2 separate regions of the Ovis aries genome follow, and region 1 is linked to region 2. The links are chromatin contacts, called in public Hi-C maps. All regions are on one chromosome and are shown on one strand. The core of a region is the stretch at or near the end of the contact, and the rest is flanking DNA. Distances in the headings are between cores, read along the strand shown.

What was found. Hi-C and Micro-C count contacts between places; a contact is called where the count stands out from the background.
Region 1: a Hi-C map of blood shows a contact between it and region 2, with 2.8 times the contacts expected there. The contact joins the enhancer-like site here to the promoter of CHCHD4 in region 2. A contact is called at or near these places in 5 of 16 Hi-C or Micro-C datasets (blood, hypothalamus, muscle and 1 more).

Annotation. Positions count from the first base shown.
Region 1 is chr19:58,052,614-58,058,920 of ARS-UI_Ramb_v3.0, reverse strand. LOC132658221 (vomeronasal type-1 receptor 90-like) reads right to left here. Exons shown (of 1, transcript XM_060402956.1): 1 at 2,478-6,307. Among named protein-coding and RNA genes, the nearest start is that of WNT7A, 11 kb to the left of the region's middle. Within about 2 kb of position 2,355, at least 54 of the 54 cell types and tissues checked have an H3K27ac peak or open chromatin away from gene starts, as enhancers often do. A contact at or near this core is called in hypothalamus, muscle and tail adipose tissue, where this site is marked.
Region 2 is chr19:58,003,987-58,009,585 of ARS-UI_Ramb_v3.0, reverse strand. CHCHD4 (coiled-coil-helix-coiled-coil-helix domain containing 4) reads right to left here and starts at 1,294. Exons shown (of 4, transcript XM_012100278.5): 1 at 1,126-1,294. The coding sequence starts at 1,147. It overlaps TMEM43 (transmembrane protein 43), which reads left to right and starts at 1,486. Exons shown (of 12, transcript XM_027957825.2): 1 at 1,486-1,663. The coding sequence starts at 1,652.

The sequences.
Region 1 (6,307 bases), core at 1,106-3,605, 48 kb before region 2:
AAGGTTCACATTCGTCCGTTGAGGCTGTGCCCACCAAGAGATAAAACTAAACATGGAAGTCAGAGGGGGAAAAGCCAAGGCAGCAAGGCTCGAGGTGAGTAATTCTCCCAAATAACTCAGAACTAACACTAAATATCCAAGGGAAGGGAGGTGGCAGAGTAAATGTAATGTTAAAGACCTTGGCATTATGGAAACAATAGCTCAACAGCAGATGTTGGGTGTGGACATGAGCAAAGTGTGAGGAACTTACATTTTTAATCCTTCATATTAGGGAAAAGGGCTTCCCTGGTGGCTCAGAGGGTAAAGCGTCTGCCTGCAATGTGGGAGACTTGGGTTCGATCCCTGGGTCGGAAAGATCCCCTGGAAAAGGAAATGGCAACCCATTCCAGTACTTTTACCTGGAAAATGCCATGGATGGAGGAGCCTGGTAGAGTACAGTCAATGGGATCACAAAGAGTTGTACATGACTGAGCAACTTCACTTTCATAGAAGGGAAAAACTGAGCCAAGAGCAAACGCGTAACTTAAAGAGAATCAATGACCCCCAACTTCTCAATGTTCTTCATAATCTTGGGGTGGGGGGGAATCTTGGAGGAAATATCTGTTATGATAGCAAACAATCAAATTAGCAACTGCTTTTATTTAAATTATTTTGTTAAATTCAAGTATAATAAGCTTAATATATTTTAAAATTTAGCAAATAGTGGGATTCCCCCTTCACAGAATTCTGATTCCTTTTGCCCTCCCTCCCTTCCATCCAATCTCCCTCCAGTTTTTTCTCCTTCTTGCCTCCTGCCATATATAGGCCTACAATGATATCTGAGATGATGTTGCTAATATTAATCTTGGACATTTGGGGTACTAGAATTTGCTATGATTACCCCTACCCCCACCCCCAATTTCTGCAGCATTTTGCTATCTAGCTTGAATTCTTTAGAAAGGCATTTAGCAATTTTATGAAGAAGATAAAATCATTTCCCCAAAAAATTAACGGCACCTAGGTAGTAGGGTTTGTGAGCACTGAGTAAGATGACCAGGGGAGCACCTGGCATACTGTGGCCCCCAGATCCCGGCCCTGTCCCCCTGCTCCTCTTATGTGGAAGCCCCATTCTTCTCCCTTTGGCCAACTTCTATTCATCCTGCAAAGCCGACTCCAACGTGAAGAATTTCCTGACACCTACATCCCATTAATCAGATCCTCTACTCTGGACACAGTCCAAGCAGCGACAGCTCAGCGTCCCGGGGTTAATGTCCAGAGGTCGTGGCTACTGGCTTCTACGGTTTTTTTTTCCTTCAGGCCTCCCTTAATTCCCCAACCTTTCAGTATATCCTTTCAAACAATTGTTTTCATTTGAATTCCTAAATCCAGTTTCTGCAGCTTGCAGTTCAAGTACCCACCTGTTGCCCTGCCTCGCCAGCTTTGAGTTCCAGGCGAGGAAAGGTTTGTGGATGAAACTCAGTGGAGGCTATGGACCATCCTTCCCTCAACCCAACCTTCTGAAGGACACGGAATAGGACTGACACCTGTGCGACCTCATTCTTCCAGGTCCCGGGCAGGGGCGCCCACAGGGTTCTTGCTTGTAAAGGAACTGGTCTCTTACTGAGGACACTGGGCGACTTGCTGAAGACACACAGCTCTGCACGGCCAGGCAGCGGGCCGGCCTCCGCGCGTGTCTCCGCCCTCAGGGCCCGGGCTCTGGCTGGCCTGCCCCGGCCCTCCCCTGCGTCCACCCTCCGCCCAGCTCACAGAGCGACACGCGCCCCCGGCGCCTCAGCCCCGCCGCGAGCCCCGGGACCACGCGCTCCTCAGCAGCTCCAGTCCGCAGCCGCCGAGACCGGGACTCGGCGGGGAGGGGCCGGCCCCACGGTCCTCCGGCGGCGGTGCGGGGGCCTGGACGCGAGCCGAGGCCGCGGCGGCCCGGAACCCAGGGGCTGCCCCGCAGCCCGCGCGGCCTCTGCGGGGCGGGGTACGGCCGGCTCCCTCAGAGCGGCCCGGCCGCTGGCGGGGGGGCAGGGGCAGGCGGCTCCTCGGGTGGCCGGAGAAGGCGACGAGGCTGCGGGTGGAGACGGCGGTGCGGGACACAAGCCGAAGGGGGGCCAAACAGGGCCGAGCCGGACCGTAGCGCCCAGCCAGGCCAGCGCGCGGGTCGCGATTGTTCCACGGGTCGATAGCCGCACAGCTGGTGCGCCGAGCGGAGCCGAGCAGGCGGACAGAGCCTGTCGGGCAGAGCCGAGCGGGGCCGAGCGGGGCCGAGCGGGGCTGAGGAGAGCCGAGCGGAGCCGAGGAGAGCCGAGCGGAGCCGAGCAGGTGGACAGAGCCTGTCGGGTAGAGCCGAGCGGGGCCGAGCGGGGCCGAGCGGAGCCGAGCGGAGCTGAGGCGAGCCGAGCGGAGCCGAGCAGAGCCGAGCAGGTGGACAGAGCCTGTCGGGTAGAGCGGAGCGGGGCCGAGCGGAGCCGAGCGGAGCCGAGCTAGTTCCCGGGAGCGGAGCGGGTGACCGCAAGGGCGACTGAGTGGGTCCCGCCTAACGGAGGCGGTGGCGGGACTTGTTAGGGGTGAAGCTGCTCTGGCAGTCCTGCGGTCCTTCGCGTGTAGACCTCACCTTTTCAGGCTAAACAGGGGAAGCGGGGCGCTTCGTTCGCCAGGCCCGTGAGTCTTTCCCGGGTTGCGCAGCTCGGGCTGTGGATGGCGGGGGCCTTGTGCCCTGTCTGCCGGGACTGGGTGTCGCCTCCCTGGGCTGGGCCCTCGGCTCCGGTTACCCTGGGAGGGGTTCTGGGGGACAGGTCCCCTGGGGCTGAAATTGCCCGTCGGGCCGTCCGGAGAAGCGCGCCCCCGCCCCGTCGTCGGGTGGATGTGTCCGCGGTCCGGGGCGGGGGCGGCACGGACAGCCGAGCCCAGCCGAGCCTGGGCTGCGCCGGCGTTTGGACCTGAGGCGGGAGGCGCTCCCTGGGCTCCGGGCGGTGAGGGAGTCCGGAGTCGGAGGACGGCCTTGGCCCGGGCGGGGGGCGACCTCACTGAGCCCGGTTGTCAGCTGTGAGATGGGTGGACACGCCCTCCTGTCGGAACGTTCAGAAAGAGGCTTGGGGGATGCTCGGGGTAAGGACTTCGGCAGAATTATCCTGTGGTCTGTATGTGGTAAGATGTCACCTCTTTTAATTCCTAATAAAAAGTGTTAAGCCAGGGTAGGGTGGGGGGCATAGACACGAACGTATAAGCCAGTAATCCCTGCTTGTGTTCTGGTGGGAGGCAGCCAATCCTGTGATCTGGCCCCAAAATTGAGGCTGAAGCACAGCTTGGACCAGCTGTCCACGTGGCATCTGATCCCTTCTCACAGTCCGTGCCTGTATTCCTAGGATGGTTTGTTCTAAAACACACATGTGATCGTGTCACTTGGGTGCTAAGAGCCCTTCAGTGCCAATGGGATAAAGGCCTGGCTCAGAGCTGGCCCAGCCTGCCTTTCCAGGCGCATCTCCTTTCCCTCCCCGGGTTTTCAGGAACGCTTGGCCACATCCCTCTGCTCTTCTTTGCCTTTATTTACCCTCTCTTGTTTAGAATATTTAAAAGTGCTCGGCTCAGTGTTGACACGAGATGGCGCCAGAACTGTGCGCAAGGCTTTCTCTAGCGCCCGCTGAACATGGAAACTGGCTTGGTGGTTGGGCCTTTTGGAAAGCCACTTAAAACTTGTTTCATTAGCAGCTTGTATCTTTTTAGCACACCTCTCAATGAATTTTATGTATCTAATTAATTTTCCAGATATGACCATAAATGGGCTTCCCAGGTGGCGCTAGTGGTAAAGAACCTGCCTGCCAATGCAGAAGACTTAAAAGAGATGCGGGTTCGATTCCTGGGTCAGGAAGATCCCCTGGAGGAGGAAATGTCAACCCACTCCAGTATTCTTGCTTGGAGAATCCCATGGACAGAGGAGCCTGGAGGGCTACAGTCCGTGAGGTCACAAAGAGTCAGACGCGAATGAATGGACGTAGCGTGCCTGCACCCACAGGCTTGAACACATAATAGTTTATTCTCTCACAGTTCAGCAAAGAAACCTGAAGCTGAAAAGCAGCTGTAGTTGAAGTTAGTTTCTCATGAAGGCTCTGAGGGGTCTGTCCCATGCCTCTTTCCCAGCCTTGCAGATCTCCAGTAACCTTCAACATCCTTCCTTGGTGCTGTTCTTCCTGAATGTGTCTGTGTGTCCTCTTGCTTCTTATAAGGAAACCAGTCAGTGGAGTTAGGACCCACCCTGGTCTAGTATGGCCTTGTCCTAAATAACTGTATCTTCAAAGACTTCATTTCCAAATAGGATAACCTTCTGAAGTTCTGGGTGAATTTTGGAGGTTATGGTTTAACCGATTATAAAACTTCTATATTTGAAGGGGACACCATTCAATCCATTAAACTCTTATGAATGTAGTAAATGTGGGAAATCCTTCAGCTATAGCTCAACTCTTTTTCAGCGGTTGTAAGAACGCTGTTGGGTGCAGACAGTGTAGGAAAGTCTTCAACTCTAAATGATCCTCGTTAGGAATTGGAGAATTCATCCTGGAGAGAAGTCATCTATGCTGCTGCTGCTACTGCTGCTAAGTCGTTTCAGTCGTGTCCGACTCTGTGCGACCCCATAGACGGCAGCCCACCAGGCTCCTCCGTCCCTGGGATTCTCCAGGCAACACTGCAGTGTGTTGCCATTTCCTTCTCCAGTGCATGAAAGTAAAAAGTGAAAGTGAAGTCGCTCAGTCGTCTCCAACCCTCAGCGATCCTGTGGACTGCAGCCTTCCAGGTTCCTCCAACCATGGGATTTTCCAGGCAAGAGTACTGGAGTGGGGTGCCATTGAATGGCGAAAAACTTTTCAAAATAACCTCTCTCTTATTCAATAAGAAAAATTAATAATGTATATAAATCTTCTGAATGTAATCAATATTTATAAGCTTTCAGATGCTTCATTAACCACAGAGACTGCAGACTGGACAGAAATCCCAAGAGTATATTGTCAACAAAACTAGCTGGGAAGTAGAGCTCATTTACCTCAAAGATTTCATACTTATTAATATATTTTTATGTTGATACTAAGGTAAAATTGGAATATAATGTTATATTACTTTCAGGTGTACAACGCAATGATCTGTTATCGGTATATATTGAAAATAAGTTTCGGTAACATCTGTTGCCGTACATAGTTACAAATGCTTTGTTTTCTTGTGATAAGGATTTTTAAGATTTACTCTCTTAATGCAAATCAAAACCACAATGAGGTGCCATTTCATGCCAGTCAGAATGGCTGATATCCAAAAGTCTACAAGCAATAAATGCTGGAGAGGGTGTGGAGAAAAAGGAACCCTCTTACACTGTTGGTGGGAATGCAAACTAGTACAGCCACTATGGAGAAAAGTATGGAGATTTCTTAAAAAATTGGAAATAGAACTGCCATATGACCCAGTAATCCCACTGCTGGGCATGCACACTGAGGAAACCAGAATTAAAAGAGACACACGTACCCCAATGTTCATCACAGCACTGTTTATAATAGCCAGGACATGGAAGCAGCCTAGATGTCCATCAGCAGACGAATGGATAAGAAACCTGTGGTACATATACACAATGGAATATTACTCAGCCATTAAAAAGAATACATTTGAATCAGTTCTAATGAGGTGGATGAAACTGGAGCCTATTATACAGAGTGAAGTAAACCAGAAAGAAAAACACCAATACAGTATACTAATGAGTATATATGGAATTTAGAAAGATGGTAATGATAACCCTGTATGCAAGACAGCAAAAGAGACACAGATGTATAGAACAGTCTTTTGGACTCTGTGGGAAAGGGCGAGGGTGGGATGATATGGGAGAATGGCATTTCAACATGTAAATTATCCCATGTGAAATGAATCACCAGTCCAGTTTTGATGCATGAAACAGGGTGCTCGGGGCTGGTGCACTGGGATGACCCAGAGGGAGGTGGGAGGGGGAGTTCAGGATGGGGAACACATGTACACCTGTGGCAGATCCATGTCAGTATATGGCAAAACCAATACAATATTGTAAAGTAAAAGAAATAAAACTGAAAAAAAAAACCAATTAAAAAGAAAAAAAAAGATTTACTCTCTTAACAGCAGTCAAATTGCAATATAGCATCATTAACTATAGTCACCATGCTCTACATTATATACCCAGGACTGACTTGTTTTATAACTGTAAGTTTATGCCCTTTGACCCCCTTCACCCATTTTGTCCCCGAACCCTCACTTCTAGTTATCACGTCTATTCTCTGTAGAGAGCTGAGGTGTTGGGGGTTTTTTTCTTTCTTTCTTATTT
Region 2 (5,599 bases), core at 45-2,544:
GACTGAACTCCAGTCTCCTGCATTGGCATCTGAGCCACCAGAGGAGGCCACTGGCACAAAGGCTTAGTATTTTAAACTGAGCCGTGAGCTGAAGCTTGACACACTTCTCCTAATTGAAGCATGACCTTGGGCAGGTCACCTCCATCTCTGGGCTCAGGATTTCCTGAAATAACTGAGGGAGCTGGAGTATTCACTAGAGAATTTCCTGGGACTTCCACTTCTCTCTGGAACTTCAGTCTCAGATATCCACCCTCCCCCTCACCCGGCATGGAGAAGGTGCTTCATGAATATCTGCGGAATGAATGAAGACTAACTTCTCATTTTACAAGACTGGACAACTGGGCCTGGAGGGCCTGGGTGTCAGCTCAGGGACAGTTCGTGGTTGCGCGGGGAGGCCCGCGAACCGCGGCCTGGAGACTTCCTAGGTGAGAGACCGCAGGCGGGGACCAACTTTTGTTTTTTTCTGCGGGATGTCTTCCCAGCGGAGGGCTCCCTGGAGTCCTCTGGGCACCAGACGGAGAAGCTCTGGAATCAGACCGCGGGCTCCAACCCCAGCTCCGCGAGTAGCCCGCCGCGTGGCTCAGCCAAGTCACCTCTGGGGTCTTGGTTTACTCTTGGGATAAGAGCAGGGCCTGATTTAGGAAAGTCGCTGCGAGACAGGCCACTCAAGGCTCCTGGCGCAGGGCCTGACCCGTGCCCGCCGGCGGCACTCCCACCGCCAGCGTCGCGCCCACCGAGGGGCGACCTTCCGGGTCAGTTAGAGGCGGTGCAAACGGGAACACGTGGTGCGTGGCGAGCGGCGTAGCAACATAATTAGTAATCAGCACATTTCCCGTTACCAGCCTCAGGCAGCGCGCTCGCGCCGCTCTAACCCCCGGGCCCAGTTTACGAGTCTCCCCACGTGCTGTTCCCTCCGAGGTCCAGGTTCGAGTCTCTCCGAGACCCGGGACAGCCTTACTGCTCCGTGGGCCTCGGTTTTCTCATCCGAAAAGTGGGGCTGGCGACCCCGCCGCCAACCCGCACCCTCCTCCCGGGAACTCGTGCCCCGCGCCCTCAGTGGGGGCGCTGCATGGACCGCGTGTCGCAGGGCCTCGGAGGCCGTCTCCACGCAGCCCGCCCTCCTACCTTCCTGCCGGCAGTAGGCCATGATGCAGCCCGGCGCTCCGACCTCGCGGCGGTCGCCTCACGCCGTGACCTCTCCGCGGCGGGGCGGGCGGCTCGGAGGCCCGCACGGACCCGCCCCCCAGGCCTGCCCGCCGCGCGCCTGCCTCGGCGCTTCCAGCTCGGCGCGCTCAGCCGGTAACTACATTTCCCGGCAGGCTGCGCGCCTCGCGGCCACGCCCCAGGCAGTAGGAACTACATTTCCCAGAATGGCTTGCAGTGCGCGGGCGCGTCTGTGAGGCGTCAGTGGGTGGCAACTTTCGGAAAGCACCCGACCCAGGACTACGTTTCCCAGGAGGCAGTGCGGCACGGCGAGCGAGGGCCAAAAGAGCCCGGGCTCCCTGGGCGGCAGCTCTGTGGCGCGTCCCGGGCCCTGGGTTGCGCCGCTGTCTGCCGCTCTCGGGCGGGCGAGAGGTCGCGGACTCAGTGCTGCGGCGTAAACCCTACTCCGCGCTGGGCCGAGCGAGGCGGGCGGCGACCGGGCCCCACCATGGCCGCGAACGTGAGTGTCTCCTGGTCCGCCGGCCACACCCAGGCCTCCCGGTCCTCCGGCCCCTCTTCCCGCGGGCGTGTCGCGGCGCCCTGCCGGGTGGTCCCCCCCGTCCACTCGCCCGCCTCCCTCCCGCACCCGTGTCCGCGCCTTCCGGCAGCTGTGCCGTCTGTCTTGCTCAGCCCTGCCCGACTCCTTGGGCCCCGCGGTGTTGGGGACCGGGCCTCTGGCCCGTGGCTCCGGCTCGGGGGTCCTCTGGTGCGGGGCGCCTCCGCGTAGCCCTTCTCTTCGTTCCCGGTTCCCTCCTGGACCTTCAGGGTTGTCACGTGTGCGGACTTGGAGGGCCGGACGGGGCCGCAGAGAGGTGGCCAGTCCACGGGGGCGGTGGGGAAGCCGATCCGCCCTGCTGGAGCTGTCCAGCGACGTGCTGTACGGGGCGGGCGGTGAGCTGCGTGCCCAGCGGGGTATGTAAGACCGGGGCTGTTATGATACAGGGGCGCAGGCCAGGTGGGGAGCGGAGACTTCAGGGCGGCGGGCAGAGGGGGGCATTTCCCTACGGCCGGGCGCTCGTCCTCCTAGCAGGGGTTTAGTTGCAGAGCCCCTCGCTGAAGGTGGTGCCCCTGGAAAGGCTGCTGGCCTCCTGCCAGCAGCCAGCCTTTCTCAGGAACCTTTCTATTTAAGCCAAACATTCATTCAACAAACCGAGGGGCACCTCCCACCAGGGTGTTGGGAGAAGGAGCTGGTGACTCAGGCTTCGCTCCTCTGTGAAAGTGTCTGGAGCCAGCTCGGAGCCCTGCCAGCCGGGGCACTCCCTCCCTCTTGCTTTGGTTGAGCGTCCTAGCCACTCTCCGCTGCTCTGTTACACCCTTCCAGGCTCCTCCTCTGTCCCCAAGCGTCCTCTCTGCCTTCCACACCCCCTGAGAAGCCAGGGCTTTCGTCACCCACAGCCCCAGTACACCCTGCCTGGTGTAGAGTTGTTTGGGAGGCCGAGAAGCCTTAAGCGGTGCACCTAGAGGTGGTCCCCCAGATGCAGGGTCTGCCAGGGGAGGCCTGGGCTGTGTCAGGAGACAGGCGTGCCCTCAGACCACCGCCACCATACCTTACAGATGAGGGCTTCCCAGCAGGGGCACGTGCTTGCCCAGGGCCCCACAGCCAGCTCGGTGGGTCATGGGAAGGTGTGACAGGCTTTGGAGTCAGGCCCACCTGGGGAAAGATCCAGATTCTTCCTCAGTAGCTATGTGACCTTAATTTCTTGGGATTTTTGTTTCCGCATGGGCTCGGTTACTGTGAAGTTTAAGGAAGACTCTGCTTTTAGCACAGTGCCTGGTGCACCGCAGGTGCTTACTATGTTAAAAAGCAGTTTATCTTCAGTCCTGATGGGCAGAGAATCTCGGATACATAGGGTCCTGATCTTTGCCAAAGAGTGTAGATGAATTTGGGTATCCTCTGGCACCAAACCTTCGTTGATTGACCCAGTACTGGGGTGCACATTTACAGGGACCAGAAGGCCCGGTGCCGAAGAAAGATCAGAAGATTGTGGGCTGGAGCAGGAAGGACACAGGATTCTTAATCACTCTAACCTCCATCCAGTAATGGAGTTACTGTTGACATCTGTGCTTTATAAATGAGTGAACAGGGTCAGAGGGGTAAAGCAGCTGACCCTGGGTTACACAGGAAGTGATTTTCAGGAGCTGTAGGTCAGCCCCTATCCCGCCACGCACTGCTCATCGCTTCTAAGCCTGGAGTAGGGCAGCGGGCAGAGGGGAAATCGCCGCCGCCCTCGTTTACTGGGAATCTGGCCTAGAAAGTGGGCTGGGTGTGTCATGCCAGCCTGAGGATCGCCTTCTTTCTTCTCTTCAAGGCCGTCTTTGAGCCGCTTATCTTGATGTTGGCTGTTACGGGTGGTTGGGGGGAGGCCCAGGAGGAAGCCAGGCCTTCCAGGGCCCAAGTTGGGGACTGGCTTCTTTTCCCATCCTACGTGCCTACCTCGGGCTCCCCGTGTTCAGCCCCTGTTGTGGCCCCAGGCGTGAGGAAGGCAGTTTGGAGTGGAGTGGCAGAGAGTGGCCCCCAGTTGCCCAGATAGGAATCCTGCGTCCGCCTCTTAGAGGCTGTGTGGTGTGGACTGGCGCTGTGACGGCTGACCACTGTGTGCCCATCTGTGACGTGCGGTCGTGACGGTGCCCACCTCCTCGGGCTTGTGCAGGACTGGCGTCTGATAGACTGGCGTGCTTGCCGTTGCCATCATCATAATGGCTGATGCTCACCTGTCTGCCCGCAGCGAATTGCTCCACTCACGTTTCCAAATGGCCTGGAAAGTCAAGACTGTCGGTGATGCTTGTGTTAGAGGAAGCTGGGTGTGGAAACGGGTGAAGTCCATTCAGGTGGAGGGGCCTTTTCAAAATGAGAGACTGGAATCCATGAATGAATGTTCACTTTGACTGAGCAGAGATAAATTAACAACGGATAAAGCGCTTGCTGTCTGTCGCAGTTGCAAACAATCATTTATTTGATGTCCTTTTCAATAGACAAAATTTCTGTTATAATCCGTGATCTGTAGGGTTTTCTGGAAGCTGTAAAAAAAAACTCGTTACCAACTTTTTTTTTTAAAGCGTCTCAATAAGACCCTGACAGTAATGTAAAGCGTCCCTTGAGCCACCATGGGGGAGAGTTTCCAAAAATACTTCTTTCCCCCAAGAGCCGTTTTCTCGGGTGCACAGTTAAAGGAGATTCGTGCTAGAGTAACGGCGGCTGTGCTCCAGGCGTGAGCCTTGTGTGCTTTAATTAGGTCTAAACCGGATTTGGGTGGTGGGGTCAAAGTCCCCCTTTTTGTGGCCGTGTCTATCAGTTTTTTGAGCCTGTGAAGGAATGCTTCCGCTGGGTTAGGAGCGTTCCCTGTGAGCAGCAGGCTTTCTGGAGGCTGGACAGCGTGGGGATTTAAATCACGGCCTCAGCGCGCTGATTGCTTCTAGCGTCCATAGCGTTCACATTCGAACGCCTGGTGTTTTCAGCAGTTAACTGTTTTGGCAGTTGTATAACAATAACTCTTCCATTTTTTTTTTTTTTTATTAGGTTGTCCTGAAGAGGTTAGTCACCTCAGTGTTTCCATAGCATTCCAGAGTCGTGTGTCACCCCAGAGGCATGGGGTGTCAGTGTGAATATGTATCACCGGGTCCGTAGCTAGAGTTGGGGCAGTTCGTTCAGCTTGTGCTTTGTTTCCAGTAAATAAAAGCTTGTGTGATGTCCACTGTGGGCGTTGCTGCATATCCATCTTGGTAACATCCCTGCTCCTCCCTTAAACAGGACCATCTGTAAGTTAGATTAGATCAGCATTATCGATACGGGCTTCCTGGGAACAAGAAGACGATCTAACCGGTTCACAAACTGCAGTCGTGGCTGTTTGCTGACTGGCGCTGGCAGCAGAGCTGCAGGTCAGGGCTACCCCGTGGAAGCCAGGCAGCGCCAGGCAGCCACCCTCACGGGGAGCTGGGCAGCTCACCGAGCAGCGCTGCGGTTGGCGAGAGCGCAAAGGAAACGCAGCTGGGTGCAGGACCGAGAAGGCAGCCTGTTGCCCTTTCCTCAGGGCCTTCCGGGAGAGCTGTGGCCGAAATGGCCCTCGAAGGGGAGGGAGTCCCTTGGCTGCCGAGTCTAGTTTAGTTTTAGAGCCTAAAGCAAGTCTTGAAACAGTTTTGTAAAAGGCGTCAGTTACTGGATAGACGCAACTGTGTATAAATGACAGAAGACTTAAAATCTTGGAGAAAGACCTGGTTACAATACAGTTGTCAAGGAAACTGGCTATTTCTGTAGCATACAACATTTTAAGAGAGTGGCCAGAATCATGACTGACACATACAGGAGATTTCAAATTTTAGGAACTTCCTGCAATTTCTAGAATGTTTATATTAATATATTTATCCACACAATATGACCTAAGAATTTATCATTACTCAG